Linked DNA regions of Rattus norvegicus: all the other regions are linked to region 3. The links are chromatin contacts, called in public Hi-C maps. All regions are on one chromosome and are shown on one strand. The core of a region is the stretch at or near the end of the contact, and the rest is flanking DNA. Distances in the headings are between cores, read along the strand shown.

The links. A called contact is a pair of places that touch in the nucleus more often than the background predicts.
Region 1: a Hi-C map of liver shows a contact between it and region 3, with 4 times the contacts expected there. The contact joins the promoter of Pabpc1 here to the promoter of Ywhaz in region 3. A contact is called at or near these places in 7 of 12 Hi-C or Micro-C datasets (the Rat2 cell line, Schwann cells, frontal cortex and 4 more) and 1 of 1 datasets of contacts at active chromatin or transcription factors (oligodendrocytes).
Region 2: a contact with region 3 is called in a Hi-C map of kidney, with 3 times the contacts expected there. The contact joins the promoter of Zfp706 here to the promoter of Ywhaz in region 3. A contact is called at or near these places in 10 of 12 Hi-C or Micro-C datasets (the A7r5 cell line, the Rat2 cell line, Schwann cells and 5 more) and 1 of 1 datasets of contacts at active chromatin or transcription factors (oligodendrocytes).
Region 4: a Hi-C map of liver shows a contact between it and region 3, with 4 times the contacts expected there. The contact joins the enhancer-like site here to the promoter of Ywhaz in region 3. A contact is called at or near these places in 5 of 12 Hi-C or Micro-C datasets (Schwann cells, frontal cortex, liver and 2 more) and 1 of 1 datasets of contacts at active chromatin or transcription factors (oligodendrocytes).

What each region holds. Positions count from the first base shown.
Region 1 is chr7:69,671,412-69,677,889 of GRCr8, forward strand. It overlaps Pabpc1 (poly(A) binding protein, cytoplasmic 1), which reads right to left and starts at 3,395. Exons shown (of 15, transcript NM_134353.3): 1 at 3,004-3,395; 2 at 467-660; 3 at 166-281. The coding sequence starts at 3,196.
Region 2 is chr7:70,056,137-70,062,797 of GRCr8, forward strand. It overlaps Zfp706 (zinc finger protein 706), which reads right to left and starts at 3,023. Exons shown (of 4, transcript NM_001394374.1): 1 at 2,762-3,023.
Region 3 is chr7:69,847,184-69,853,084 of GRCr8, forward strand. It overlaps Ywhaz (tyrosine 3-monooxygenase/tryptophan 5-monooxygenase activation protein, zeta), which reads right to left and starts at 1,519. Exons shown (of 6, transcript NM_013011.4): 1 at 1,470-1,519.
Region 4 is chr7:69,993,858-69,999,855 of GRCr8, forward strand. It overlaps LOC100910524 (a long non-coding RNA gene), which reads left to right. Exons shown (of 4, transcript XR_010053763.1): 1 at 1-2,194; 2 at 2,288-2,528; 3 at 2,684-5,998. Among named protein-coding and RNA genes, the nearest start is that of Zfp706, 62 kb to the right of the region's middle. Within about 2 kb of position 1,759, at least 81 of the 93 cell types and tissues checked have an H3K27ac peak or open chromatin away from gene starts, as enhancers often do. A contact at or near this core is called in Schwann cells, liver and prefrontal cortex, where this site is marked.

The DNA.
Region 1 (6,478 bases), core at 2,145-4,644, 170 kb before region 3:
TATAGAGCAGGTGGGCCTCAAAGTTAGAGATCTCAAGTACTAAGATTAAAGACATGCCACCAAGTTCAGCTGCACTTAGTAGCAAACATTGACTAGTTTTTAAATTAATGGAGAACTACTAAAAACAGACTGAAGATGTCCCCTAAAAGATGTAGTTATACTTACACTTTACGATCATTTAGAAGCATTCCATTCATTTTTTCAATAGCTCTTTCAGCTGCTTCCTGTGTTTCAAAATGTACAAATCCATAGCCCTTGGAGCCATTTTCATCACAAACCACCTAAGGTAAAACAGAACACTCACTTTTTACTACCTGCTATTGCTTTTCTACTTTGTAGAAATGTTAGCTACCTAATCCTAGGGAACTTCACAATAAGGACAGCATTAACAGACAGCACAAATGTCACTCCCAAATCTAAACGTAGCACAACACTGTAAATACTGCCCTGTTACATCTCAGCTTACCTTACATGAAAGGATGTTACCAAACGCAGAAAACGTATCATACAGTGCTTTATTGTCAATGGATTTGTCCAAATTTTTAATGAATATGTTGCCTACTCCACTTTTACGAAGTGATGGATCACGCTGAGACCACATGATGCGTACTGGCTTGCCCTTTATAACATCAAAATTCATGGTGTCCAAAGCACGTTCCGCTGCGAAAAATACATTTTCAGAGTAAGTATCACTTGTAACATCCCATTAGCCACTTTTTATAAAATGACCAGTGACCTCGAGTAAAAGGGTAGTCACGTGGCCTCAGCTCATCTTCCTCTGAACTTCACTACCCATGCGTGACCTTTACCTTGATCATCGTAACCAACAATTTATTCCAGTTATTTTTGGATAGGCATGCTTCACATCAAAAAATCCTACTCTACAATTTTGAGACCTCCAAAAAGATTGATTTATGTATACTTGTAAAAGAAATGCTGAGGCTGAGACAATTTTTTGGATACAGGGTCTCTATTAAGCCCAATCTGGCCGAGTCCCTGCCTTCAAAAATTATGTATCCATTGCCCTGTCTTAAATGGAAAAATGCTACCTAAGAAACCAGACCTTCTAGGGGAACAGTCCACTTGAATCCCTGAAGCAAATTTCAAATCTCACTAATAAATGTAGTTATTGACAGAACAAGTTTTTCAACAACCTTTTCTTTAAGGTCTCCCTGTGTCGCTTTAGTTTTCCTGGAACTCATGTAGCTCAGGCTGGCCAAGACCTCTGAAATACTCATGCTGGGATTCTCATGCTGGGAATAAGTGCAGAAACCACCTTACCCAGCCCCCCAACCGCTTTCCTATAAATGAATTCCAGTTCCTAGAGTAAGTGACAGTCAGCAGCCAGCTCACTATCAATTGGCCACACCTCCTAAGCACCCCTGGTCACGCTGACTGTGCTCCAGCTTGGTTTCTTTTCTAATGAGTCACATCTTCCTACTAAACTGAATACTGGTCACTAGCAGAACCCTAGTCAACTACTGCAATACATAAGAAAATACCATAAAAAGGAAAAAACTGGTTAAAACTATTTCAAAAGATGGAACATTGAACATACAGCCACAAAATAAATGAAGAATGTAGAGGCAAGATTCTGAGCGGTTAGAATATTGGTTCACTGACATGAATTTATAAAGTTAATTTGAAACTCAACTTTTCAAATGTCAGGACTGGGTTTTTCTGAATTAAAAAAAAAAGAAACCACTAAGTTTCAAGTCTCTTAAGTTTTCTTTTCATAGAAGTTCTTTCGGTTACTTGCTCAAGTTACCTTCTTTAGCTTACATCCTGTCATCTCCTGTGAGTTGAGAGCTCTAATGAAGTGACACTAAAAGTGCCCTTTGAGAGCAAAAGGGCAGGCCACCTGCAGTGCACTTTTACAACTTGTAACTTGTGGCTTCCGATCACCTAAGATGCTGTTTACTCAAAATCTCAGTATCACCTTTATCTATGAAAAACTGATCAACCCCAGTCTTCCTTATTAAAATAAAAGCCAGACAGAACTGACTTCTAGTCAGGGTCATCTAGACTTAAAAACTTAACATCAGACTGTAGACCTTATCTGATTCTTGGATTTCTGTTTCAGTGAACTGTCAAACTTAAGAATATAAACTCAATGTGTTACTTCTCAACTACTCCAAGATTCTGAAACACTTCACACACACACACAAAAAAAAATCAAAGAAGCTATTATTAGTTGTCTGCTACTAATTCAGCATAATCCTATCCAGGTTACCCTAATGTTTACGACCAAAACTGGTCAGCAGTTTAAAATTCATAACCACTGGTGCTATTTTAGAAAAAATATGCATGTATACATTAAATAATCACTTCTATTAAACTTAATATCCAACTAATTTGTTTGAAAATGAGCCAAGGTGTCTGGTGCCCTAGAGTCTTCCACATCCCCTCCTCCACTGCAGGGTTAAAGACAGAAAATACTTCATCTAGGGAAAACCCCAGGCAGTGCACATGGTATAATGTCCCTTTCGCGGTCCACAAGCCAGGGGTATGCTATTAGGAAGGAGCTCATGACCCTAAGGACCACCAACAGGCATCTCCCTATTAACTTTCTTCTAAAGCCTGGGGCTCCTCCCAGCGATTGAGCCACCCGCAGGAACAGGCCTCGGGCCTGTGAGGTTACAGGGTTCAACACGTGGTATTTCCCAACACTGAATCGTACTTCCTCCCCAGCCTGAATGCCGGGCCAGGGAAGGAGATGGAGGGGCGCCTCCACCCGTTGCTCCACTCCAGAGGGGGCTCGAAACCCCCGAACCCCACAGCTTGTGGCGGGAGCGCCGGGAAGGCTACCTTACCCACCCTCCCGGCGCGTCATCGCCCTAAAGTTTGAGAGCGACCGATGGCGAGAAAATGGTCGCAGAGGAGGAAGTGCCGGCCCGCGAGGGGCTGCGGCGCCGTGCCCTCCCGCCCCCTCGGCCCGGCCCGCTAGGCCCGCCGCCCCGGCCGCATGGCCGCCCGCCCGCCACCCTCCGGCCTGCCGCTTACCGTCCGCCGGCTGCTGGAAGTTCACGTACGCGTAGCCCAAGGAGCGGCGGGTGATCATGTCCCTGCAGACCCGGATGGAGAGGATGGGCCCGGCCGGGCTGAACTTCTCGTAGAGCATCGCCTCGGTCACGTCGGGGTGCAGGTCCCCCACGTACAGAGAGGCCATGGGGTAGCTGGGGGCGCTGGGGTTCATCTCGGCACGGCTGCCCGCGGGGCCGCAGGCCGCGACCTTTCCCGTGAGAGGAGGAGAGCGAGTGCGGGGCCGGGGGACGGAGCCGGGGGGAGGGGAGCGGGGGCGAGCGCAGAGGGACAAAATTCAACCGGAATCGACGCGTACTCAACGGCCGTGGAACCGGGGGAGCGAGGCTGGCGGTGCTGGGTCCGGGCGGCAGGAAGGCCTCGGTCTCTGGGTTCCTGCTTGGAGCTGCGGGGCCGCGGGCGGGCGGGTCGGTCTCGGCTGCTTCACCGGGTTATTTTATAAAAGAGGAAGAAAAAAAAATAAAGTCTCCGGCGGGGGAGACGCGGATTTTTTGTAAATTTTTTTGGGTTTTTTCAAAGGATTTTTTAGATTTTTTTTGGATTTTTTAATAATAAATGTGTGTTCCGAGCCCGGAGCACACACTCCGCACTCTCAGCACTAACCGCCGGGGAGAAGGGGAAGCACCGCCTCCTGCACCCTCTACTTATACCCCCCGCCGCACTCGCCCCGCCCACGCGCGTCTGACGCCAGGGCCCTACGCGAGCGACGGCGCCGGAGGAGGCGGAGGAAAGCGCAGAGGAAGGGAGAGGTGGCGGCGGCAGCGGCTGCTGCGGGCGTGGGGGTGGTGGCCGAGGCGGGGCGGGGCTTCTGCGCACGCGCCCCAGCCAGGGGCCGACTTCCCGCTGCGCAGGGCCAGGAAAGGGCGGGGCAGTTAGTAGGCGGTCCCGGCGCGGCTGCTGGCCACGCCCCTCGCGCACACGCCCCGCCTCCGCCCGAAAGAGCGTTAACCCGTCAGCGCAGCGGGTGGGCGGCGCGCGGGGCTTCCGGGTTTCTGGGCGCCAACCGCCCCTCACGTGCGCGAATAGTCGCGGCCTCTTCCCGGCGCCGCGGCTGGGGTTCTGCCTCGCTAGCCCCCCGCCCCGAGCGGCGCCGGACACGGGTGGGCGGGCGTGAGCCTCTGCCGGCCGAGTTTCCGAGGTGGACGCGGAGGGAGGCAGGGTAGCTGCCACGTTCTCCTACCCGGACCGCACTACGAGTCCCAGCGGGCAGCGCCGCCACGCGCGTGGGCCGCGGAAGCGGTGCCTGCCGGGAGCTGGAGTTCTCAACGGCCGCGGGCTGGCTGACCTCAACCGGACCCCAACCGTCCCGGGCGTGACCCAGCACGGGTCCAGGACCCTTGACGAGGGGGAGGGGAGGGAAGGGGAGGCGGCTGTTGGAAGTCTGGCGCTTAAGATATTCTGTCGGAATCTCTGAGCTGCTTCCTACATTTTTTACAGTGGTAAACAGGACTCGAGAAAAATGGGTTTTCCTTTAAAGTATGCGTTTCTCACAGTTACTCTGTCACTCTTAACCAAACAAACCTAGATAGCCTGCTTAAGCAGGCTTCGTGGCCACGCCTTTCACCCGCTTAACCAGGGGTGGCGCCGATGCCTTTAACCCAGCGTTATAGAGGCAGGGTCTTGCAGATCTCCGAGTTGAGGGGCACCCTAATCTACATATCTAGCTCCTGGGTGCCAGTGTTGGGGGATGATGTAAATGATTGATAGCCACAAATAGAAATGACATTACATCAACATAAAAACCACACTTTAGTAGGTTTCTACAGTTTTGAAGTCCTATATAAACATCCTTTGACAGTGATGTGTGGGAAGTGAAGCAAATAGTACTTACTAATTTTACGGTTAACAGTGTCAAAAGTTAAATGACTGCTCAGCTCTTTAATGCAATGATCGTCAGTGCATACTTAGCCTATTGCCTAGTGTAAATTAGTCATAACTCTTCTCAGTTAGAATTTAGGTCCAGAGAATCTTAGATGCTGTTCCCATCTTCCCATTCTCACCTCCCCACTCATATTAATGGAAGATAATAGTTTTGAAAAATACGTTGTATGCTTTACAAATGAGTATCGTTTAAGGCTGTTCTTTAGGAAAACATACTACACAATCTGTTTACTCAAATAAGGCTATAGTTTAAATAGTTAATCAAAAACACCCTTCACTCTACTAGGAGCATAGTCGGTTCCATTAGTATAGTCATTGAATGCCTATCATGCTGGGTATCCTGAAATAAAGATGGCGAAGCCAAGGTCTTAACCTTAGCACTTTAATAATGGTTGTTCTGGTCCTCATAAATGTAAATGCTTGAAGGGGCAGTGAATAAATATCCAGTCCCAGCATTTTTATCAGGTGGGGCATAACTATTAGAATCTATTCTAAAATGTTTCTTCAAAATAAGAGAGTGAAAATTCCATTGTTATTGTTTAAAAGAAAATGGCATCATTTTAGCACTTAAGCTCCTAAGGAAAGAGCAATATAAAACAGAACGAAAACAGAAGGGGCCTTGGAGAAGGCTGTCTGTAAAACTCAGTGGCTGACAGTGCTTGTTTCCCTGCCTGACCTGAGTTGTATACCCCAAGCCACAGGATGGGAGGCAAGAACCAAGTCCTGCAAGTATTTCTCTGACCACTCATTCCAAGGGCATGAACATAATACCATTGTAATAATGCATGAAGGAGCCTTATGGCCAATAACTTGCAAAGATGGCAGCAAGAGTTAAAACCACGTATAATCACTACCTTAACCTATCATTTTTAATATACCCTCTTGGAGGAAGAGATTACCTTTAAAAAAGAGAGAGAGAGAGTGTGTGTATGCCACCCATGAATGATGCTCAGAAGAGAGTATCAGATCTCCTGGAGCTGGAGTTAGAGATGGGTTTGAACTGCCTAAGGGGGGTCCTGGGAATCAAACTCAGGTTCTTTGAGAGAGCAGCAAGTGCTCCTAACCTCTGAGCCATCTCTTTAGCATAAGTCCCCGTGAAGACATGATTGTAAATGGCAGAAGTAGAAAGAAAAAACAAAAAACAAAAAACGGACTACTTTGTCAGAGCGAGCATTTAGCAAGCAGTGAGATGAGGATGCATATTCTATAGCTCCCAGGTTGTACCTTCATTTTCCTCCAGAAACAACTGTTAAAACGTGTTTTTGCTATGCATCCATTTTGTACAGACTTTCAAATGGAAAGTCCAATTAGTAATTCAGCCTTCAGGATAGCTTAGTACAGGAAATGAATGCTGAGTGGTGGAGAGAAGAAGCATTCTAGTCACCAGAAATATTCATTCTTTACACGTTAATTTTTATTAAAGACAAGATGTGTCTATGTAGTCCTGCCTGTGCCGGACTTCACTAGACCAGACTGGCTTCGAACTCAACGACATCTGCCTGCCTCTGCTCCAGAGTGCTGGGATTAAAGTCATACACCACCACACCCGGCTGAA
Region 2 (6,661 bases), core at 1,773-4,272, 210 kb after region 3:
TACAAAAACACACCCAGTCTCAAAAAACAAACAAAATAATTTTTTTTCTGTAAGTTTGTATCTCTATATCAAGGAAAGAAGTCAGTTAGAAAGAAACCACATTGTACAAAGTTCAAAACAGGCAAAACCACAGTTAAAGAGGTCACTTTGCTATTTATGGAGTAATGACTGGGAAGAGATGACAGGAGAGGTATTCACAGGGTGCTGAAAATATTCTTTATCTTGAACCGGTAATGATTATAAAGGTGTATTTGTTTGATGGTGATGACGATGATATCAACCCCCAGAGCTGCGTATGGATGTACCTCCCTACCTAAGCAATTGGGAGGCAGAGGGAGGATACCTGGCCCACACAGCCAGACCACATCTCACTCCCAACAGACTCAAGTTTATTGTATATGCATAGATATTTAGGCCTTTTTTTCCTTCCACTTTACATGTAACCTTCAAAAGTTTGGTATTCCAAAATTTAGTCTTCCTTTATCGCTTGATTACAAAGGTAGCTTCTCCCTGCTAGCATCCACGACTATGACTTACAATTTGTGTATTTTAAAACTGTCAGCTAATCCTCCAAAATACATGTAGGGACACAGCAACTCCTTTTAGTACTCAGGTTTCATTAAACTATTATACTATTTGAAGTTTTCCTTAAGAGCTCTTTCCTGAATAGAAACACAAACACCTACATTTATTTGTGCGCGCGCACACACACACACACACACAAAACACAGGCTCCACAGAGAGCATTTGTTGTGGAGTCCATTCTCCTTCCACAATGTGTTTTCTGGGGATCCAACTCAGACCTTCAGACTTGACAGAAAGCACCTTCACCAGCTGAGCCACCACACTGGCCCAGCTGCACACATTGTAAAGACAAATTAGAACCCCTGGTGTTAAGGGTACCTCTTACAAAGCTGAAAGGTTCTTTCTATTCCTCACTACTAATGGCCTGGAGTAAACAAAAATTAGTTAAAAGAACTGATTTTAAAAGAATTATTTTCCTGTTAAAACCAGACTTCTGGTTAGACAGCACAAGTTAAACCTGTTCACACAGGATCTACCAGAGTAGTGCTTTTGAAGCATATTAAAATGAGATCCTATGCCATTTTAAATAGCACTGTAATTACACTTTAAACTTTGAAATCACTAAAAGACATGAATGTACAAGGGACCGTACTAAGAAGAGGGTTGGCCTTTCCTGACTGCAACCCTCTTAGCTACTGGATATAAAGTCAAGTGTTTCAGAGACAGTCAAAGCTCTTATCCTTATCCCCCAGCCCAACTTACTTGACATACTCCCAGTTGTATTACATAATAAACTGAAAAAGTCTAATAAAACAGGAGGATTGATGCTTTCTTATAAACCCTGTCCAGTCTTTCACCAACTACAAGAATGTTTAATATGCTAGCCTAATGTAAGAACCCCATTCCCACTCAAGGCAAATATCAACTGTTTGTCATCAAAACTATACTTCATTTTGTGTTTTTAAACCAACACTGCATCAGTTCTAAGTTCAATAGCATATGGAAGTGTGTGTGGGGGTGTCTCACTACATACTTCTGGCTGGCCTAGAACTTACCGAGATTTGCCTGCCTCTGCCTCCTAAGTGCTGGGATTTTAAGGCGTGTGCCACTATGCTATATGGCATATTTAAAAGTACATTTTGATGGTGGGTCTTCAATTTATGTACACCAAAAATTTGAAAAGTCTTAATTTCCCCTGTCTTAGTATCAGACCCTTACTAGAACATTCTGGTTATTTAAATAAAACATCTTAACTCTTCCATACAGTATGGCTTGTGTATGTGAAGACATTACTTGGTGAGCAGTCCTTAAGGGTTTTATGTTTGATTTTTTAAGTTACAAAACCGCACATCAGTAATTCCAGAATTTTCCTTGTCATCTAGAAATTAAAGCAGCGACTTTGGTAACCTTTTCATGTAGTGTGCTGTAAAAAACCAATGCCATCAGATAAGCAAAAACTATTTTTAACTTTTGCATTTAGGGCAACAGAAACATAACTGGGCACCTAAGATTTAACACATTTTCTTTACCACCCAACAACAGTTACAAAAAGGCATGCGCTTCAATAGACACAAAATGTAACACTAGGCAAAGGCTATCTGCTCTAACAGGCTAGCTGAGTGGGGCAGGCCCCTGACTTCTGACAGCACAGTGGCACGGATTTCCTTTCCGAAAGCAGAAGTGCAAACGATCCAACCACCTGCTTTCGGACAGCTCAACTTACGATTTGCCCTCGACCATCGAGTTTTCCACAAAATCTTACGTATAAACTGCTCCCTGATTAAGTGGGACAAATTGAAAGGCAATAAATCGTTTGCAAACGGTTACCAGCTGATTTTTAATAAAAGTTTTAGCTTTCCTGGGAGGCTGCAAATGAGCTACTAACCAGGGAGAGTTCTTGGAATACCAAGACTCTCGAGAAGGAGGCAACAAGTAAAGCTCCGGCCCTTAGGGGCTGCTTAAAGCCAAACAACTTACTCTGAGGCCGGGGAGCCAGGAAATGGGCTCACACTCTGCAACCAGTCAGAGCAAGAGGCCCAGGCCGGCTCCACAGCCCGATCCCAGCTTTGAACAGCCATTCGTGGGCAGACTCAACCCCACAGCTGCAGCCCGGCCCGCCCGAGGCCTCGGCCGCCCTCAGCCCCGCGCCTGCTCCGCTGGGAGTCAGCCGCCCGCCCCGGCCTCCCGCCGCCGCGTGCCTCCCAACCCGGCTCCCGCGTCCTGCGACGTCGCTCACCCGGGCCGGGACGGAGTGGCGTCCGAGAGACGGCGCAGCGCGAGAAGAGCTGAGCAGGACGAGCAGGGAAGGAAGGGTCGAGCCCCGCACCGCTTGGGGCCTCCGCCACCCGCAGAGGAAGGACCGAGCAGAGCCGGGAGCACAACAGCCCGCGCCTCGCACACCCGCCGCAGCGCGCGCCCGCCGCGCCTGAGCCCGAGGCAGGCCCGTCGCTCGTGCCCGCGCACGCCGCGCCGCACTCCCAGTCGCCTCAGCGCCGCCCGCCCGCCCGCGTGATCCCGCCCCTCACCTTCCTGCGGTGGCTTTGCCCCGCCCCTCTAGCATGCTCGCGTCCTTCCGGTCTGCAAACCAATGGCAGCTCTCCCCTGTTACATAAGCGCGCAGGGGCGGGGCCTAGGACGGGAACTGCAGAGCCCTCGCCCGCCTCCCTCCTTCCAGCCCTCTCTCTTGGTGGTGCCTCTGCGCGGGGGCGCTTTGTCCTGCCCCTGCGGTGTGTGACCTCCGGCCTACGGGCGGTGGTCGGCAGAGTGACTCGATAGTCACTCCCTTGTTTCCCACTCACCAGGCCTGGCCTCAGCCCCGCCGCCCTCGTTCTTCCCTGGCTAGCTCGGAGCCCTGTAAGGCGCTAGCCGGAGCGGCGGGGGAGTCGCGCCCGGGGCCCCGCGTGGCCGCCGGTCGGCCGTGACCCCTTGCCAGACTCGCTGCCATTGTTCTCTCACTGGTTCCGTGCTCAGGGTATTTTGACCTACCAGGGACTTTCACATAGTTGGAGACTTGAGCCTGAAAATCCTGCTAAATCCATCCGAGCCTGCTTAGCCTGTGCAGGCAGGCTATTGGATTGCTAATATTTGGGGAAAGAATAAAAGGTCGCTCCCTGCCACCACTTGATTTAGACAACGTAGTAAACTTAAAATACCTGATTAAGAGCGATTGCAATTCTAACATCGAGAACATCTAGTGGTGATTAGAAATGGTGGTGGTAAATATCTGCATTCCTTGCCCTTGTACCTGCAACATGTTGCTTCCCAGTTAAATCTAATTGGGTTATAGTTATACTGCATTTGTGGCCTTAAAAAAATCACCTTGTGGGCCAGACTGTCCTAGAACTCCTGACCCTTTCACCTTCACAGGAACTGTGACACGTGTCACCATGACAAGTTGGAATCTCAAATTTGCCTGGCAGTGTCCAGAGAATTGGTTGAATATGAGGATAGTCTACTTTCCTTGGACTATGATAGCCTTGTCACAATATTGTTTCAAATAGCCAGAAAGACGTGAGCTTGCTGCTTACTGCAGTTGGGCCATGATTGGAGTGTATTTATCTTTGATTTCACTTTTTTTGTTCACATTAGTTTTGTTACTATTGCTGATGGTAATCAGTTCTGTAAGCTCATTTTTATTACTCTTTAGCCAGTGACCAACAAAGTGCTGATATTGAACAGAATGTGTCTGAAGAGACTGAGGTTTGGAAAAGACATGTCAAGAAGCTATACTATGGGCTGGAGAGATGGCTCAGAGGTTAAGAGCACTGACTGCTCTTCCAGAGGTCCTGAGTTCAATTCCCAGCAACCACATGGTGGCTCACAACCATCTGTAATGGGATCTGATGCCCTCTTCTGGTGTGTCTGAAGACAGCTACAGTGTACTCATGTATATAAATAAATAAATAAATCTTTTTTTAAAAAGCTATAATATAACTATTAATGGTGGTCACATTTGTTGTATTTTGGGTTGAGAGTCTTGGAGGATCTAGACATGAGAAACACAAAGAGCTGTTTGTCTACGCATGAGTGTCAACACTGGAACTGGACCATGAAATCTGCAGCGGTGGGTCAGGGTGGGGTCTGAAGACTTCTGTTGTGAAGTAGGATTGGTTTGTCGTTTTTTCCTCCCGCGGCCTGGGGAAGTATTCATAATAGCTAATATTCCTTGAGTTTTTAATTCATATCTCATTTGAGAACTTAATAGAAGCAATAGGTGGAGTTCTCCATCTCAGGACAGGGCTTTGTTAAACCGGGTCTATCAGGAATCACGAGGTGTTTGGGTTCTACCTGGCTGGTGCCAATAGCATCCATTTACACTTGAGGCAACTAAGAGTTGAGGATGCTTACAGATGTCCCCTGGGGAGTCAGAGTTTACAGCAGTTTCCTTTGCTGCCACCACTTTATCTGCATCCTTCGTGCTTGAGGTTTTTTTTTTTTTAAATGCCACCCAGATTTCTTGTCTCCTCTATGCTTTTTGTCCTTTTTGTCACTCCTGTGTTTAAGTACTGTTGCCTAGAGAACACGGTGTGTTGATAATTGTGTGTGGCGATTAGGGCATTTGAAATATAAAGGAGAAAGGATGAAACCAGAGTGGGTAAGCTCCAGCATGTGTGCAGTGACAGTTGGTAGAAGGCGGGTGCCTCTGCTTTGCCACCAGCTAGTGTCTTTCTTGCTTTGGTTACAAAAAAGTGACAGTAAACTAGATGGGAACTCTTGGGTTTCTGTGCATATTCCGGCGTTCAATTTTTAATGCTACAAGTACTTCTGGTAATATTTTCCCTTTTCTTCTTATAGGTAGTCAGTCACTTTAAAATATTATGCGATAAGAACTTGCTGATTTTCTATCCAAAATCCACCTCATGAAATGAAACTGCTTCTCTGGAGATGAAAGATGAAAGGCGCATTGATCTGTTTGGATGCATGCTGGGGTTCCTGCGATGAGAAAATTGGTAAGTTTCCAGCATATTAATTTTCAATAAATAAGTTATTAAAAGATTTATTTTCCGTTGTAGCTGTTGTGAATTGATACCTAAATTAATAAAGTGGCATGAGATTTATTAGGAAACAAAAGAGACAAGGTCCAAGCTTACACCTATAATCCTAGTACCCAGAAGAATGAAGCAGGAAAATGGATAGCCATGAATTTGAGAGGCTATGTAGTGCGTTCATATCCTGTCAGAGTTCATATACCTGTTAGATCCTGTCTTTAAAAACCAAAGCAAAACAGCACTACCGTCAGTAACAACCAAAACGGGCTCAGAGAGGGGCTCCTGTCTCTGTAGCACTTTCCTTGGAGAGAGCAGTAGAAAAAACAACACTGGTTGCTTCACTGCCTCCTCTTTACCTGCACACCTTCTGCTTGAGGCTTTCTGAGACTGCAACCCAGATCCTCTTGTCTCCTCTATGCCTTTTAGCCTGGAAGGAGTCTGATTCAGTCTTGAGGCTCTGAAGGTCACTCACTTGAGACAATCCCTGCATTTCCAGCTCTCATTACAGCCTCTCCTCTGAGTTTGTCTTGACAGTGCAGATGCCTGCTGCTCACCTCTGCCTCGGGGTTTTACAGCTACTTCACATTAGTGTCAGATTGTCCTGACTGTAAAGCCATCGACTTCAGGGATGTTTATGTGTTGTAACACTTTAAAACGGGCTGCCAGTTCACTCCTGGTTGTAAGATAAATCTTGATTTCAGCAAAATTAAAAGAAGTTTAAACAGCAATGTGGGGTGTTAGAATGCATCAGAACAAGTAAAGTACTTAAGCGTGGCCTTGGAGAGAGACTCAACATTTGTATTTTGAATGCCAAGCAACACTGATGACGGGCACTGCAGAAGACCTAAGTGAACAGAAAGGCACCTTAACTCTGTAGGTCAGAAGATTCAGTGATCTCTGCATCGATCTGCAAATTAAGTGTGGACCGGACCGAAACCCTGCTGGCATCTTTGCATATGTTGAAAACCCTATCTAAATTTATGGGAGTCGAGAATAGCTAAAATAATCTAAAAACTGATGATACGCATTTCCCAATTTCAAAACTTACTGCAAAGCTATGGTAATTGGTATGGCATGGTGGGGAGGAGGACGGCCATACACATCAGTTCACGGGATTGAGAGTCCAGGATGAAGCCTCAATGCTGTTG
Region 3 (5,901 bases), core at 269-2,768:
TCCCACAAAATATAAAGAAAAAGTCACAACCTGAAGGCACATCGAAAGGCATAAGAGTCACAGCCGCCCACCATGGAAATTATCAAATCCTTTCCTTTCCCTTTCCAGAAAGGACGACCTCTTTTTGGTTGGCCAAACGAGCAGTGTCCAGAACAGAAACACGGAGCTAGCTTAAATTCGAGACACAGTACCTTCAGTGCATCAACTATTTAAAATTTGTGAACCCATACTTCCCCCCCGGGGTCTCGAAATCTAACATCAGAAACCGTCTCTGGTAAATGTTGCTTCCAAAAAATGATGTAAGCCCAGTCAGTACAAACGTTCCTCTGCCAACCTCCCGTATAAGGGGAAGTGGATTAGGTTTCTCACAGGAAAACTAGTGCTCCCGGACCTCGCCTTCAGACTGCGGGAATACTCGCCGCACCCACTTAACCCTTAGCTGCCCGAGGCCGGCGGGTGGGGCGAACCGAAACCGCGCAGCGGTGACTTTAAAGCGCTAGTCCTGGCGTCCGCGCCATCCGCAGCCACCTCCCCTCCTTGGCTCCGCCCAGGCTGGTGCCTCCGCGCTAGTCCCCGACTCTCTTTGTCATGGCGGAACTGTGTCAAGGAGCCCAACCTACTCCGACTGTGAATCCCCCCCCCAACCCGGGCAGAGGGTGGAGCAGTCCGCGCACCCGCCCCAGTCGGATGGTGGGGGGGGGGAGGGAGAGCGACTCACCCTCCCGGGGGCCCGATGCCATCCGCGCCCGCAGAAGCGGAACCGCGGCCGACCCGCGCCGGACACACCCCGCTCCCGCCCAGGGTCCCCTCCGCCTGTGTCCGACCGGAGTCCCGAAGCCCGGACAGCTGCGGTAGGGGGAGGGGCAGGGCCCCACCCAGACAGGCGCAGCCCCCACTAGGGGGCCGGGGCTCCGGGAAGGATGCGCACCTCCCACCGGCCCGGGACGCTGGGGACCCCGAGCCCCTGTGACCCCATGCCTAGCTCTGGCCGCGCCCCTCCCCCACCGCGCGCCCCGAGAGTCCTTTCCGGCATTGCGGGACCCAGCAAGCCCAACTCAGGGTCCCCGACGAGCCCCACCCCAGCGCCCCGCATGCTACCTGGCTGCCCCCCGCGTGGGGGAGGGGTGGCGGGGGTACCGCGGGTGGGGGCGGCCTCACCTGCGCCACGACCGAGTCACAGTCGCGGGCGGAAGCAGGGTGCCGGCGGGGGCGGATCGCGGTCGCCCTGGGGAGTAGGAGCCCCTGGGTATCGCGCGTGGGCGCCTGATCCGCCACCCCCACCCGGGGACCAGAACGGGGCGATGAGCAGCCGGGCAGGCCAGAAGCAAGCGGCCGGGGGCGGCGGTGGGCGCCTGCCCGGGCCCGGCGGAGCCGAGCCGCCGCCCGGGTCCTCCAGGGGAGACCCCTCTCGGCCCGCAGCGCAGCGGAGGGCTGAAGGGAGCGGAGGCCGACTCAGGGCGGCTTCTCACCTGTGTCCGGAGTGGGTGGCGGCACACGGACCCGGCTCGGCAGTCTCTGGGCGGCGGCAGCGGTGGCGGCGAGGCTGAGACTCTGTCCCTGATCTGGCTGCTCACAGGCTACAGCCGCTCCGCAGACACGGGGTTTCCTCCAATCACTAGCCCCGGCAGCAGGGGCACCACACGCACGATGACGTCAAACGCTGCTATGGCAACCGTTGATTGGTGCCCACAGTTCTCCGGCCCAGCGCAACCGCCGCTCCCCTGCGCGCGCCCGGCCGGCCCGCCCGCGCCCGAGGGCGAGCGGAGGAGAGCGCGTACCCGCGCTCCGCTCCGCTCCAGACCCTGCCTTCACCCGCGTGCTCAGTTCTCTCCCCACCGCCCCCGCGAGCTGCCCTCCCTCCCCGCCCCTGCGGCCCGCGGAAGGAAGCCTCTCCCCGCCCCCACCTCTACTGGCGGGCACATCCGGGACCTTCGCATCTCCCCACCCCACCCCCTCCCGCCTGGCCGCCCTCTCTCTGCGCTGGTAATGGCGGCGGGCAGGCTGCAGGGCAGGGTGACAGCGGCTCTACTGCCAGGGCATTGTGATCAGAACCCCGGAGCAGGGCAGCGGCCCCGCCGTCGCGGGGCGGGGCGGGCGCGGTTGCTCCCTCCCGCGGTCCGCTTTACCTGCCTGCTGCAGGAAGCGGCCTTAGACCTTTTAAGGCTTGGAAAAGCGCGAGGCTGAATGACGCCCTGCCCTTCCAGTCGCGAGTTCGGCGTCCGCACCGTGACAGCCTCGGGGACAATGGGTGGTCGCTGGGAGGAGCGGGGAAAGGGTTGGGTTTGCGAGTTGGACGTGATCGTAGAAGCCTGACTTGGGGCGAAGCGGGGAAACAGGCTAGAACACACCGAACTGCTCTTCATGGTCTACGCTTTTACCCTCCGTAGGGCTTTCATTGGGAGACGCATCGTTCCTAACTAACGCATTGTAAGAGTGTGACCCTTTTAGGTTCTGGAAGCAAGGTTTGGGAGCGTGGTCGTTCCTAGGGCCCTAGTGGAGGAGGAGCAGCAGGGCTTCTACGCCCGGAAGAAGGGGGGGGGGAGGAAAAGGGCGGAAATTGCAGGTGCCTGAACCCACAAGGTCTCCACCCAGGAGACGGAAGTTGAAAGGAGATGCAGTTTCTGTATGAAGTATCTGCTTTTGCTCCTTTTAACTGTGCTCCTCTGAGCTAAAACATTTTTTGGGGGCTACACTAAGCACAACTGAAAAAAGAACCTCAGGAATTCGGCCCAGAGCTCTCTGGAAGACTTCATAACAAGCTATTCTTTCCCTACCACTGTCTTATCCGTATGTTGGATACATTGTCTGAACCACAAGCTTGTTCTACAAATTATAACTTGCCTGAAATGACAGCTAGCTAAAGATTTGCCTGTGACCAGTCGCTCCCCTCGCCAATCACCCCCCCACAACCCGTTTCCACAGCAATAGATTCATAACATGCTAAGCAGATGAGCAAATTAATGCAGGTTTTACTTCCAAGATACTGAAGTCAACTTACTTTGGCTTCAATGTAAATTCTTTCAGGGAGTGACTCACTTAAAATGACTTGTTTCAAAAGCTTTCATGTTTCCAGTTCTGTTGTAGGCGCTAGAAATTTGACAGAAGATACTAGGTTAAATCTTTTGTAAAATGGGAGTGGCTGTTAATGTCTGCAATACGCATCTATATGGAATATATCCTTGGGGAAAGGTAAGAGATTTCCCTGCATAAAATGCAGACTTGCTTTGGGAAATAGCTAGTTTGGGCGTTTGCCTTGTGCATTAACTAGCGAGGCTTCTTTGTGTTTTAATAAACCCATAGGTGCGTTTAGCTTTTACAAACTTCAACCAACATGCGTGCCTAATAAAAGGCTTCAAGGGGGCCAGAATTAGATTTGCCTTGGAAGGCCCAAGTGAAAAGTATTTTGAAGAATAAAAAGTATTATGTAGCAAAACCAATAAACAGAGCCCATGGGCCTGAACTCTGGGGAAATTACTGGTGACTTTGATTAGCAGCCCGATTGTCTTACTGTCTTCTCTACTCAGGTCTTACCTCATGCAGATGATTGTCTCCTGTGTAACTTGATAGGCACAGTAATAAAATAGCAGCAATAAAAATGCCATCTGGGGCTGAGGAATGCATGTGTGTACTTCTGAGCACCACTCCATGTAGTTTACTGTAATTACATTTTGGGAACAATAAAGGTGGTAGATGTCTCTGGTGTTCAAAAAACTAGTGAAAAATGAAGTGAAGCTTCGTTAAAAGTAGTAGGTCTAAAGTACAGATGTATTAGCCCAACACAAGACATATACACAGTAGTACTCAGTATCCCATTCATTATATTCCTGCCCCAAAGACAATGGTCTTTTCAGGGTTATGCTACACAGTAAAGTAGGGAGTTTAAATTAGTGTCATTCCAACTGGAGACACATGTCAAGGGTGATCTTTTCTGTCATAAACAGTTCCAGCAGGCTATAATTTCAGTTCTGCACCTTTTAACTGAATGAAACATAGTGTGCCGGGCTTTGCAGTCAGAAGAGGGGCGATCTTGCTTTGCCATCCAGAAGTTCTTTAGATTACTAAGTTGGACACACTAATTCCCAGCCCCATAAAATTAAATACCCTGACTGAGAGAGTAAAAGAGTGGGCTGCGTTGTGCTGTAGAGGACAAGGAAGTAGTAGATACCAAGAGTTGTTCACTAAATCCTCTTCTCTAGTTGCCGGAGTTGGGTCCCACCGTTGAGTCTCTTGAAGCTAGCTGTGGCCCACTGACCAACTGCTAGGCAACAGGACACAAAGTGATGCCCTCTGCTTGCGTGCCTGAACCATAAATCTTCCCTACTAGGATCATTCATGGTTGAACCCCAAATCTGCCAACCAAATAGCAGACCAAGGCATCGAGGAGAGACGTTCATAAAGTGGAAGATCCCATGGTTGAGGATGGGTTCAGCTGTTGGAGTGTTTGCTTACCATGCCTGAAGCCCTGGATCTGAGCCTACCACAGAACAGTATCGGGAAGACAAATTGGGTGGAGAAGAGGATCCCATGTGCAAGGTCATGTCCAGCTACATGAAATGAGATCCCGAATTATAAAAAGAAACACCCCCTCGCCCCCTCCCCCGGCAGTGGTTAAAGAGACTCCTTGGTGGTGGTGGTGATCTGTCAGTCAGGGCAGAGCAGATGCCAGTCATTGTTCACCTAACTTGTTGCCTGGCAGTGCAGCAGGAGGAAGACAGAGACCTGCGTTACTTTATGGCACCAGTGCAGGTGAGAATACATCCATAGACCGCCCTCCGTCAGCACAGGCTATAGACATAGAGCCCAGCTACAACCCTGCAGAGACCTGCAGTCCAGCATGCCACCCGCAGACTAGCACAGGCCATAGGCACCTGCTTGTCATCACACACACACTGCATGTCACCCAGAGGCTCGTCAGCCAGGGCCCACCTGCAGCAGGAGCCACCACAATGTGAGTATGTGGTACACAGATGGGGGAGAGAGAGAGAGAAGTGAGCGGCTTGAGCATTATGAAGAGAGGTGGGACTGGAGACTCAAGGTGGAGAGGAGGAGCCTGTTGTGAGTGGCCAACCCTGCCACCTGGAGCCATGCTGAGGCCCCAGCTTGAGCTGGGGGCCATGTTTGGGTTTCTGGTCCCTCAGCAGCAGGGTTCAGTGTTAGATCACATGAATGTGCACGGACGGACCTTGCAGAGCCTGCCCACCCCTCAGTGGCTGCGTTGCTCAGAAGATCTGCCCTGCCTCTTACCCGTGGCAGCACTCAGGGGAGCACCTTCTCCAGGCAGCACAGTGGAGCTGGCACTGGTGACCGGGTGTAGGTGAGCCAGCCCTGAAGGTGTGAGTGTAGGAGAGAGGATTCTGGCAGTAGGGAAAGCTGCCCACAGGATCATGAGCAGAAAAGAGCTAGCCCTGCCCCTCACTACTGAGGAGAGCTAGTCCTGCCCCTCACTCCTGAGGGGAGCTAGCCCTGCCCCTCACTGCTGAGGGGAGCTAGCCCTACCCCTCACTGCTGAGGAGAGCTAGCCCTGTACCTGGCCTGGACAGCACAGCAGAGCTGACCCTGGTGGGGCAAGTGAGCCAGCCCCAGGGCGAAAATGTGGAAGAGCTGGCCCCACCACTCCTCTGCTGTGAGGTAGCGTGGGTGTGGAGATGATGCCCTCTACCTCTCCTCACCCCTCACCCCCTGTGGCAGTAGGGAGAGCTGACCCAGGGGTCATGGGAGCAGGTGAGCTTGTCTTGCCCCTTACCGCCTGCAGCACTTGGGAGAATGGGCCCTGCAGCTTGCCAGGACTGCACGTAGCACTCGCCCTGGTTGAGAGGGCACAGATGAGCCAACCCTGAAGGTGAGAGTTGAGCAGACAGAGTAGAGCTGGCTCTGGAGGGGTGGGTCTGGTGAGCTGGCCTG
Region 4 (5,998 bases), core at 509-3,008, 150 kb after region 3:
GTAAGTCCTGGGCTTGAGGGACAGATTCACAGTCCCTGAATCCCAATATGCTTTCGTTAAAAGCTAACTTTGGGTCAAAGTTAACTTTGGATCGGATGCTTGTTTGAACCCAAAGCTTTTCAAAGCTCCTCTAAATAACCTCATGTTGATGCCAATTTTCAGAGGCTAGAAGGGAGCTTCCTACATAGAGGCAGGGTGCTAACCAAAGTTGAAAGTCTTAACTTTGCTGTCTGATGGATCAAGTTAGAGGCGACCTCCTTCCTTGCTATGTAACCCGCATGATTACATAATATCATCCACACAATGCAGTGGTTAGGTACCTGCGCCTGAGAACGCCAGGCTTCTCAGATGTTTCTCAGAAGTCTCTGTGCTTCCGTTTCCTTCCCGGAAAGATGAAGATGAAACAATAATTCCCATCTCAGAAAGTGAGAATATGAATTGGATGACTTAACTCCAGCAATGTGTTTGTGCTGATTCATGGTACACACAGTTACTAACTACACAGAGACACAAGAACACCCAGAGATACATACTAGTCATTGTAATACTTCATGACAACACTCACAACAAAACAGCAAACCTTGTAAATCTTTTCAGGCAGCCTGTGGCATGTAGTCAGTCCACCTCAGTAGGGGAAATCTGATGTCACAAATTAGCCCAAGGTCATGTGACTAGAAAGTGGAATTGCTGAGATTTAAATCAAAGCCATCTGCCCTCAGATACATCTGTGTCCACACTTCAAGTTGCTCAAAATGTAATTTGTCTTTATTCAGATTTTTTTTCCCATTGTGGGCTGTTAACAGAGATAGGATGACATTTGCCAAATAAAGGGATAAATCTGCCTTAAGCCTAATTCCCAGTGAACTTTTTCTCTGTCCTCCTTTGACAGACTAGCAAGCCTTTAAGTTGGAAATTATGTTAAAACAAAAACAAAAACAAAAAAACCTCCGCTTGAGGTGATATCTAAGTAACAGACATCAGGACTTCATGTGTCTCCGTGTCTAGGAGGCTTAATGTTCAATAACCATGCACTGTAGCAAACCAGAAAAACAAAAAGCACCCACGTGGCTGCCGCTGGTTGCAGGTGGTGCTCATTACCACAGGGTACCCAGAAGTGGGTGCGGATCCTGAGGCGGCCTGCAGAGTTAAAGCAGGAATCACTGCAGGTCAAGCCCTGCCTTTCAAAACGAAGAGTTCAGAGTCGAGTTTAGACAACTTTTCATGCAGTACTGTAGAGCACCGCACTGGCTTGTGCTTGTAAGCACACATTTGGGGGGGCCTGGTGACTGACTCCTCCCTAACTGCTGACCCTAGTTTTGTTTCTCTAGGCACACTCCATAGATAAATGGTCCCATGACCACCCATCTTCTAAACACGGCTGATGTTCAAAGTGCACTGCACCAGCCACCAGTTTGAAAGAGCCGAGATATTTGTTAAAATGCAGGTGTCCCGGCCGTCCCCAGGGCAGTGGGCTCTACATTGCTTTCACATCCTCCACATGACACTGGGCCAGCCACTGGGGCTGTACCTATACCCCTGGCAGGGAGGAACCTTCCTGCACCCCCTCCCCACTCGCTGCTCCCGGTCTGTCTGAGCTTCGCCTCTAACTCCTCTAAGGGGTAGCGGTAACCCACGCTGGCTGGATCTCTCTCCATCCCCTAAGGCGCTTCACAGAAGCCACTTTGCCCTGTCCCTACCCTGTCCATCGCCACAGCTAAGCCTGGCTGAGCCAAGGGCTGCATCCACGCGGGTGGGGCCATCTGGCCACACACCCGTCCGTGACTCAGCCTTCGCGGGCGGCGCACAGCTCCAGGCCGTGCGGGGACAAAGCCGTGCCAGCGCGCCGCACCTGCAGGCCGCCCAGCACCCCCGCCCTCTCCTCCTGGGTGGGGGTGGAGGGGAGGGAGGCCCTGACTGTTGCCAGGCAGGCTGGGCCCGCGGCGGCTGCGGTTGGCTCCCGGTCGCCCGCCGCCCCCGCACCGCCTCCGCGCGCTGAGTCACCCCGCCCCACCGGCCGCCGCCCCGTGGCTCCCACACCTCTGCGCCTGCGCATACTGCTGCATTTTTTCCCCCACCCCACCCCCGCCACGGTCCTCGCCCCATCCGCCGCTCTCGTGCGTGTGTGTGCGCGCGCACTAGGCGCCAGGCACGCGGAAAGGTCGTCAGCTCTACTTTGTTGCCAACGCAACATCAGGTACGCCCAGGAGTCCCCTCGACACTGTCTTGCACTGTCGCTTGCTTGTCACCATGGCATCCTCTCTGATGCTGTTTGCAAACCCCTATCCAGGTTTTGGCTCTGCCGCAGTGACATCACTGCACAGCACTGCCACCACCACCTTGTTTTTGCTCGGTGGACCTCAAAGGTTGAAGCCCGCGACACTCTTCTGGCCGCAACATAGTCTGCACCCAGGCTCACCGACCCAGACCACCCAGTGGTGTGCGACCCTGGCCTTTGATAAAGTTGTTGTGGTGCTGCTTGGGCCAGAGTGCTAAATCACCAAAGGTGCAACCCCTTGGTGCACATAAATGTAAGCTTTTGTTCAGAGGACTGGGGGCGGGGATGGGGGTGGGGAGGAGGGGCCTCAGACTAGCATATCTAAAGAGCTAGGAGAGGGGGCTTGGGGGGGAGGGAGTATCCTGCTTCAGTCTTGTTTTACCCTTCAAAACAATATGGTGTCTCCAGGTGCAGCTCAATGGCAAATATGGCCAACATGGACGAAGGCCTGACAGACCACCAACTCTGAATCTTCCCTTTGGGTGATTGTGTGACACTGGGCGATGGATTTATGCTCTGGATCTCCTTTGTCCTTCTGTAAAATGGAGTTGCTATCATGGCTATCTTATAGGACTGTGGTGAGGACACACACGACAGTGCAGTAAGCCCCAGGTCAGTGGCTGACTCCCCTTGGAGGGTATGCACTTGTTATTCATCAAAAACATAGCCAGCTTGAGGCCATGTTTGTGCTGTTTTATCTTGGGGCTCTTCTCAAATCTAAACGCCCGCTTTAACCACTCCTGTGAACTACCCAGCCAGGTATGTTGGGTTCCTCCTTTGCTCCACTCTCCTGAGATCCCATCCAGAGAAGACATTAGAAACCAGAGGCTGTGGGTTAAGGCTTATTACCTCCCTTGGTACTGTAGGAAGGCCACATGCCCTCCCTGAGACTCCCTGAACACCCCCTGCCGCACAGGCTATGATGGATAGCTCAGTAGACAAGATGTTTTTAAGGTAAGCTTGTGAATAGGATACATAGATATCACTCAAGGAACTGGATGCTGATGTCTGGGGCTCCTGTCCTTGCCCTACCCCCACCCCAGCCAGGTTTCCTGAGCACATTTGGATCCTGCAGTTCTGTGGTGTTGCTTGTTCCACAGGACCTTCCATACCCTGCCTTGACAGTAGGCTTTGAGAGCAAAGACTATGTTCTATTGCACCTTGAATTCTCATCACCAAGCAAAATGGCTGACAGGCAGCCTAACTGACACTCATTCAGTCTTTGTTATCAATATAAGACAGCAGGAGGCTATAGAATAGGTACTTCTCTGGGCCTCAGTCTTCTCATGGCTTGGATTGAATGTGATCTCTTAGGATGCCCCTGGTCCTAGCAATCCTTAGGCTGCAATTACTCTTCATCTGGTCATGGTCTAGTGTGTTTTTACATCCCACGTGTGCTGGATAGCTTTAGGCCAACTTTAAGCAAGCTAGAGTCATCTAAAAGAGAAAACCTTGATTGAAAAATGTCTCCATGAGATTTGTCTGTAGGGCATTTTCTTAATTAGTAATTGATGGGGGATGGGGATGCCATCCCTGGGCTGATGGTCCTGGGTTCTATAAGAAATCAGACTGAGTAAGCCAGTAAGCATCACGCTCCATGGCCTCTGCATCAGCTCCTGCCTCCAGATTCCTATCCTGTGTAAGTTCCTGCCTTGACTTCCTTCCATGGTGAACAGTGATTTGTAAGCATATGCCAAAAAAACCCTTTCCTCCTAGTCTTAGTTTGGGTTGTATCACTGTGAAGAGACACCGTGACCATAGCAACTCGTATAAAGGAAGACATTTAATTGGGCTGGCTTACAGTTCAGAGGTTTAGTCCATTATCATCATGGCGGGAAGCATGACAGCATCCAGGCAGACATGGTTCTGGAGAAGGAGCTGAGAGTTCGACATCTTGATCCAAAGGCAACAGATGGAAACTGTGTACCATACTGGGTGTAGCTTGAGCACAGGAGACCTCAAAGCCCGCCCCTCCAGTGACATACTTCCTCCAAAAAGGCCACACCCACTCCAACAAAGCCACACCTCCTAATTGTGCCACTCCCTATGACCAAGCATTCAAACAGCTGTGTCTATGGGAACCATTCCTATCAAACCACACTCCCCAAGTTGCTTTTTGGTCTTGATGTCTCCTCACAGCAACAGACACCCTAAGTAGGACAGCAGCACATGTTCCTGTGTTTAACCTTGTGTGTGTTGTATGAGATGATTGAACATGTCCTGCTAGTTAAGGCCCCATCTCCTTCCAGTTCTCGCTGGGTTTTTCTGCTGAGGCACTGACTGGCTCTGTCGTTGTTAGAGGCACACAGAGCTGATTGTTCTTGGCAGATGAGGTCAGTTTTGCCTTCCTCGCTTGGCAATCACTGCAGTGGCACATGGCCTCCGAGGGCTCTAAGGATAGGCACCCCCTGCCCGTTCCATTTACCCACAGTTTGTCTTGGCATGTGCAGTATGTGCAGATCGCTTGGGTCAAGGAAGTGTGTTCCACCTGTGCGAGGATCAGTTGGTCAGAGAACCACTAGACTGTCACCATCTGAAGGAACAGACAAATGGTGCCAGTGCACCTCTAACAAATACCTTCTCCTGTTATCAGTAGGGACGAGAGAATGAGGGAAATGTGATTTCTAGGGAAATCTTTTCCCGTCCAGCCAAGTGGCCATGGTGGGATTTTCTGTAACATCAGCCCATCATGTGGCCATCTGTCAGTACCAAGACACTGTGCATACAGGGCAGATTGACAAAGATGTTTACATACAAGGCCGTAAGTCTTACAAAGAAAATCTGTTCCACTTCCCTTGAATTTAGGCTAGCCTTTGACAGAAAGATGCAGTTTCCGTGTTTGACCTCGGCAGAGGCAGTGGGTAATGGGAGCAGCTGAGGTATCTGAGATCTGGCCATCTCACATGGAGCCATCCTGACCCTCACTGTCTGGATGAACACCACCCAAAGCCCTGGCTCACAGACCTGAGAGCAGCAGCAATGGCTTCTGGTTTAAGCCATGGCGTCTCCAGGCAGTTTTCTAAGCAGAATGTAAATGTTCATTCTCTCCTCCATCTCTAGTGCAGAACAGCAACTCCTTAGCTGGCTCAAGTCTCTGTCCAGTGAGCCTCTCAACATCTCACCCCAGACGAGAATCTGAAATTAGGACAATGTCTGAAGTCCTGGAAACTCCAACCCATGCATCAGGACAAGAGGACTATACTGCCTCACAGCTCCCTGTGGCTTAGGAATGGTACTGGGTTATGAAATGGGCTGCCAGCAGCACCAATGTTAATGTCAGGGTGCTGCTCAGCAGGGCGCCCATGTGTGGAAGGGATTTGACAAGCTGCAGCTATTCACTTCATGAGTTCACATGTGAGTATGGTGTGTGTCAGAGCAGTGCACCTCTGAGTGTAGTGTGTGGTGTCAGGGCAGTGTGTGTGTGTGTGTGTGTGTGTGTGTGTGAAGGCTGTTCACATGTGTGTGTGGTGTGTGTAGGGCAGTTCACATGTGAGTGTGGTATGTGTCAGGGCAGTTCACATGTGAGTGTGATTGTGTCAGGGCAGTTCACATGTGAGTGTGATTGTGTCAGGAAAGTTCACATGTGAGTAGTGTGTGTCAGGGCAGTTCACATGTGGGTGTGATCGTGTCAGGGAGGTGCATCTGTCTTAAGGGAGTGTAAAATTAACCAAAGCAAAACAACGTCTTCCTGTCTGAGACAGGAAGAAAATGAAATCCACACCT